Linked DNA regions of Nomascus leucogenys: region 2 is linked to region 1. Evidence: chromatin contacts called from public Hi-C data. All regions are on one chromosome and are shown on one strand. Each heading gives the region's core, a stretch centred on a gene start, on an enhancer-like site or on the middle of the called end of the contact. The rest is flanking DNA. Distances are from core to core; before and after follow the strand shown. Region 1 holds the start of P2RX3 (P2X purinoceptor 3). Region 2 has its middle 22 kb from the start of RTN4RL2.

Region 1 (2,700 bases), core at 40-2,539:
TGTAATCCTAGCACTTGGAGAGGCCAAGGCGAGGAGATCACTTGAGGTCAGGAGTTTGAGACCAGCCTGGCTAACGTGGTGAAGCCCCGTCTCTATTAAAAATACAAAAATTAGCCAGGCATGGTGGCAGGTGCCTATAATCCCAGCTACTCAGGAGGCTGAGGCACAAGAGTTACTTGAACCCAAGAGGCAGAGGTTGCAGTGAGCTGAGATCATGCCACTGCACTCTGGCCCGGGTGACAGAGCGAGACTCTGTCAAAAAAAAAAAAAAAAGAAAGAGAAAAAAAAAAAAAGGAAGGAAGGGAAGGAAAGAAAGAAAAAAAAAACCCAGCCCCAACCTTTCAGGAAAACATAATCTAACAAATGATTTTGATAAATAAACTGACAGTTTAAAAAAAAAAAAAGAAGTTGGCACATATACACTATGGAATACTATGCAGCCATAAAAAAGAATGAGTTCATGTCCTTTGCAGTGACACGGATGAAGCTGGACTCCATCATTCTGAGCAAACTTTCGCAAGGACAGAAAACCAGACACTGCATATTCTCACTTATAGTTGGGAAATGAACAATGAGAACACTTGCACACAGGGTGGGGAACATCACACACGGGGGCCTGTCATGGGGCGGGCGGAGTGGGGAGGGATAGCATTAGGAGATATACCTAATGTAAATGATGAGTTAATGGGTGCAACACACCAACATGGCACATGTATACATATGTAACAAATCTGCATGTTGTGCACATGTACCATAGAACTTAAACTATAATGATAAAAAAAAAAGCAAAACAAACAAAAAAAGAAGTGCTAACTGCTATGCTACAGGTAGAGCAAAGCTCATTACCAACTGGAGTTAGAAATATGTGACTCTTTACTCATCACACCCCAGAAGACCCAGAAAAACTTTCAAGAGACCCTCTCCCCCTGACCCATGCCACCGGGGGCAACTCAGGAAAGGAGACGGCTGCAGAACTGGGTGGAATTTGGCAGACACTCAGGAATGAAGGGATCCTTAGCTCAGGCAGGTTGTTAGGTGACTGGGGGATGGGAAATTGCAAGGGGCTTTAGGGAGAGCGTGAGCAGCTGGTGAGCTGGGATGAGGATGCTGCAGAAGAGAACAGAACAGAAACAGTAGACAGAGTGCAGATAAAACATTAGTCCCAGAGGGCTCCAGCCAGCTACATCCCAGGCAATCAGGAGCCCAGGATTGGAGACCCCACCCCTGCTGTGACATCACAGGGGAGTGGGGTGGAGACGAACAAAAAGGGGGTCCCCCGCCCTGGTCCCGGCCTCTTGGAAGCCAGAGTATCAAGAGCAGAGAGAACCTGACTAGGATTGCCTGGCTTAAAGGGACAGGCTCCCCATTCCTCCGACCCCTCTAAGCTGCCCCCTCCAGGTCGTGATCTCATCTCCCTGTCCTGTAGGACCTCCCTCTCCTGAGGCCACCACTGGGCCCCCTTCTGAGTGTCCCCTGAGCACTCTCTCAGCATGAACTGCATATCTGACTTCTTCACCTATGAGACCACCAAGTCGGTGGTTGTGAAGAGCTGGACCATCGGGATCATCAACCGAGTAGTTCAGCTTCTGATCATCTCCTACTTTGTAGGGTGAGTCTGTGGCCCTTCAGGTCCCTGGTGGGGTGGGCTGCCTGGCATCCCATCTTCACCCTCCTGCCTCGGTGCTACCGTCCAGCTTCCTGAGCTCCTCCCCTCCTGGGAGAAACAGTTTCTTCTGTGGAGCCGAGTCTTAAAGACTGGCCTCTGCCACCCCCACCTAGGACCTGAATTCACCCAGATGAATTCTTTTCCCGGTTCATCCTCCAGAGTTGAAAGTGGTTTCAAGGCACACGCTCGGAGGAGTAGGGTCCCTGCCCTGGCACTGCCCTCCACCGAGGGAGGGCTCAGGAGCTCCATCTGCACCCTCCCTGCTCTCATCTCCCCAACAAGAGAACAGGCAGACCCCCTCCCACATCTTCGAATTCCCCTCAGTCAACTCTTCGGGGTCTCAAAAAGACAAGACAGCACAGGAATAGGGAAGGGAAGGCACTGAGACAAGGGGGTGGTGGCAGGTTGATCAAGTTGGTGGCCGGGAGGGAAAGAGAGAACTGGATCCATTTTAGAATGAGGAATTTCCTTCTGGCATGGATGGGTGAGATGGTGAGAGAGAGAAGGGCAAGGGAGAAGCCCTCTGCTCTTGAACGGGAGGACAAAGAGGGAACTGCCCCTTGATGAAGAAACAAACATAGGCCCAAGGGAAGAGGGGCCAAGGAGAAAAGGAGCTTTCCTGAACGTGGTGCAGCTCCCTCCCCAGGAATCTAGAAATGCTCCTCTTTGTCAAAAGGCATAAGTTCCCTACCTCTCCTTGACCCTGTGCCATGTAACCCATCCTAGGAGTTGCTTAAGAGCCAGGAAGGTGCAACCATCCCCTCTCAGCCCCCACCGCCTGGAAGCGCGCGCACACACACACACACACACACACAAAGGGCTGTGGAGCAGACAATGGCTGGGGAAGAATGCAGGTCCTATCCTTCTTGTGGTCATTTCCACACACTGGTGGGCACCAGGAAATACAGGCAGAAACCTCAAAGATTTTCTTTCCTGGCATGCGGGTCTCCAATCTTATGCTGTTCTTTCAGACAATGAGTCTTTGCATTTGAGGCAGCAAGCCACTGACTGTGAGGAGTTAGTTCAAGCAGGTC
Region 2 (2,700 bases), core at 23-2,522, 150 kb after region 1:
GAGGAAGGGGTGGGGGCTGTCAAAGGAGACTTGCCCAACCTTTCCAGCCCACCAATCCCTTACCCAGTGTTTCTATAAAATAAGGGCCTTTTGCATCTGATTTAAGTAGGAAGCTGATTCCTGAGCCCCTCACATCTGCTGAATCAGATAGCTAAAGGGGCCCTGGAATCTGCATGTTAGCAAGTGGAGGTGGGTTATGAAGCACTCCAAAGTTTGAAACACGCCTCAAAGGTGGAGTGGTTCCGTGGGGGGCAGACAGGAAAATGCAAAGGGGGAAGGGGTCACACTTGGGGAAGGTTTCAGACAATACTGAGTGGAAAGGGTGATGCCAGGTGTGGGGAATAACAGATAGAGGAGGCAAAGTGAGTGGAGACCAAGCCAGACCGGGGAGGAGAGGGCCACAGCCAAGGTGAGACAGGTCAGCAGCCAGAAACCGAAGCAGACACTTGCAGGGTGCGCCCCGCCCTCTCTTCGTGGCGATCTGTGACCCAGGACGTGGAGACCTTGGAGAGCCCCCCACCTTGTTTCTGGGGCGGGGATCAGAGAGGAAGCCTCTCATCCCCGGGCACCAGCGTCCTTCCCCGGAGGCTCAACACGCAGCTATCTGGATAGGCGTCCATCACTCCCCTGGCCAGAACCCACCAACGCTCCTCGAGGTCCGACCTTGTCCCTCCTTCTACCCCACAGTCCCCAGTCCTAGCTCATCTGCATAAAGCTCCAATTAACACGTTTTTCCTTTGCTATTTGCGATCCCAGAACTCGTTCCCCACACCGAGCCCGTTTCCCGCAGCCCCCTCGCCCCTGGGAGGGCGGCCCCATTAACCCTCGAGACCCGGGCCGCTCCCCGCGGTCCTGACCCCGCCACCCCGTCCTGCGGTCGGGGGTTGGGGGTGAGGGGCGCTTCCTGGGGCGGAGGATTGCGCGGTAGGGTCTGCCACAGGCCAGAGGCCAGGGCTCTCCGGGAAAAAGGCAGGCCCATATCCGCCCCCCTTTCTGGGAAAAGATGGGGAGGGGGGCTTCTCCTGGGAGACTCCGGGCGTCGAAATTCCTCGTTCCCATCCTCCGGCCCCCGCACCCCTCCTCCTCCCCGCCACGCACCCTCTCCCCTCCCCAGCCATCTGTTCCACTCCGCAGCGCCGCGACAAACACGGCTCCAGCTCGCTTCCGCCCCTGCCCAGCCCCCTCCCCAAGCCCCGGGGAGTGGGGGAGTGAGCAGACGCCCTTCTCTTAGGAGGCCGGAATTTCTGCCTCCATCTCCCCCCGGGGTCCGGCTGGCCAGCGGCAAGCTTCGAGACCCCCCCCCACCACCACCACCACCGTTGCGAGGGCCGGTGAGGCTGCAGATAAGGCTTGCAAGGACGGGGGTCGGGGAGGGTGTAGGGAGAGTTTAAAGGACGGGCAGAGCAAGCCCCAGGTAGGGGCTCTGGAACCCAAGACCCAGGAAGAGTCAGGGATTTTCCCTCCCGGGTCGCCGCCCCTCGCACCCTCGGCGCCAGCCGCAGCCACGCAGCGCCGCCTGCCGGGCACACCAAGGACCTGGCGCGCACGTGGCGCTTCCCCCCGGGTCCGCTCCTGGCTCTCGCTCAGCCTCCCCAGACTATTCGCAAATTGAGGATCCCGGACAGAGAGTGCAGAGACCCCGGCAAGCCCACTGAAAACCAGCGGAACCCGCTGGTGGGTGCTGTCCAATTCTGATTTTGTACTTTGCAAAAAACAAAAAGAGTCAGTGTTGGAAGTCGGGAGTCTGGGCTCAGAGCAGCAGGGATCTGCGATTTGACTTTGCCAAGTCTCCAGACCCCTGAGGACAGGTTTTCCTATCTGACAATGGAGGGGTCAGTCTCTCTTATTAACTTCTCAAGAGAAACAAAGACAAAGGGAGGGAAAATGGCTTATCTGGAATGCTGTCTTACAGAGCCAACCTTTGGAGGTGGGGGGGATGGCCAAGGCCCAGGAGCAGCTGAGAACCAGAAAGAAGCTTGGGACCTCCTTTCTGCAGAGCTCTCCTTTCCACAGACTGCCGAGGTTCCAAATTGAGCTCCACCACCTAACACTGTGTGCCCTTGGGTGTGTGCCTTAACCTCTCTGGGCTTGTTTCCTACAGCGACAAGAAAGAATGACAACACCAACCTCTTAGGCTATAGTTTGGATAAAATGAGATAGCTGTGTAGAACAGACAGATCCTAAACCAATGTTAGTTTTCCCTTCATTTGGGGACTTGCTCTAACCTCCATGGCTTATGCCCCAGGGGCACAAGCAGGTGCAGGGCTGAATAAATAAGGTATGTCTTTCTGCAAGATCTCTTGTCCTCACTGATGGTGTCTTCTCTTGATGTAGATAATTTTAAAGCCTCACTTTATTTATTTACTTTAAAGCCTCACTTTAATGTTAAAGGTAAATGTAAATATAGTATAACAAGGAAGCTTAAAATTTGCATAAAGTTTTAAGATAAAATAGGAGACTCCAAAAAAGTGTTACTTTCGGCAGGCCCTAGGGATGCTATGGTGGGAAAGTTTGAGTCATACCTTAGCCTTCTTTCTAAAGCATTCTGTCCTAATCCTCTGTATGGAGAAAGGCCAGCTTCCTGGATGTACCCCAAATCCTGGGAAGTAGGGAGCAGGAGCTGGACTCCCTCCAAGCACTAAGGGCAGGGCATGGTTGGGAACAGGGAGGTGAGCCAGACAGCCAGAGGCGAACAGGCTG

The links. A called contact is a pair of places that touch in the nucleus more often than the background predicts.
Region 2: a contact with region 1 is called in a Hi-C map of a lymphoblastoid cell line, with 6 times the contacts expected there. The contact joins the enhancer-like site here to the promoter of P2RX3 in region 1. A contact is called at or near these places in 3 of 4 Hi-C or Micro-C datasets (a lymphoblastoid cell line and an unstated tissue).

Annotation. Positions count from the first base shown.
Region 1 is chr4:76,750,643-76,753,342 of Asia_NLE_v1, forward strand. It overlaps P2RX3 (P2X purinoceptor 3), which reads left to right and starts at 1,290. Exons shown (of 12, transcript XM_030810123.1): 1 at 1,290-1,609. The coding sequence starts at 1,491.
Region 2 is chr4:76,897,154-76,899,853 of Asia_NLE_v1, forward strand. No RefSeq gene overlaps it. Among named protein-coding and RNA genes, the nearest start is that of RTN4RL2, 22 kb to the left of the region's middle. Within about 2 kb of position 1,273, the one cell type or tissue checked has an H3K27ac peak away from gene starts, as active enhancers do. A contact at or near this core is called in a lymphoblastoid cell line, where this site is marked.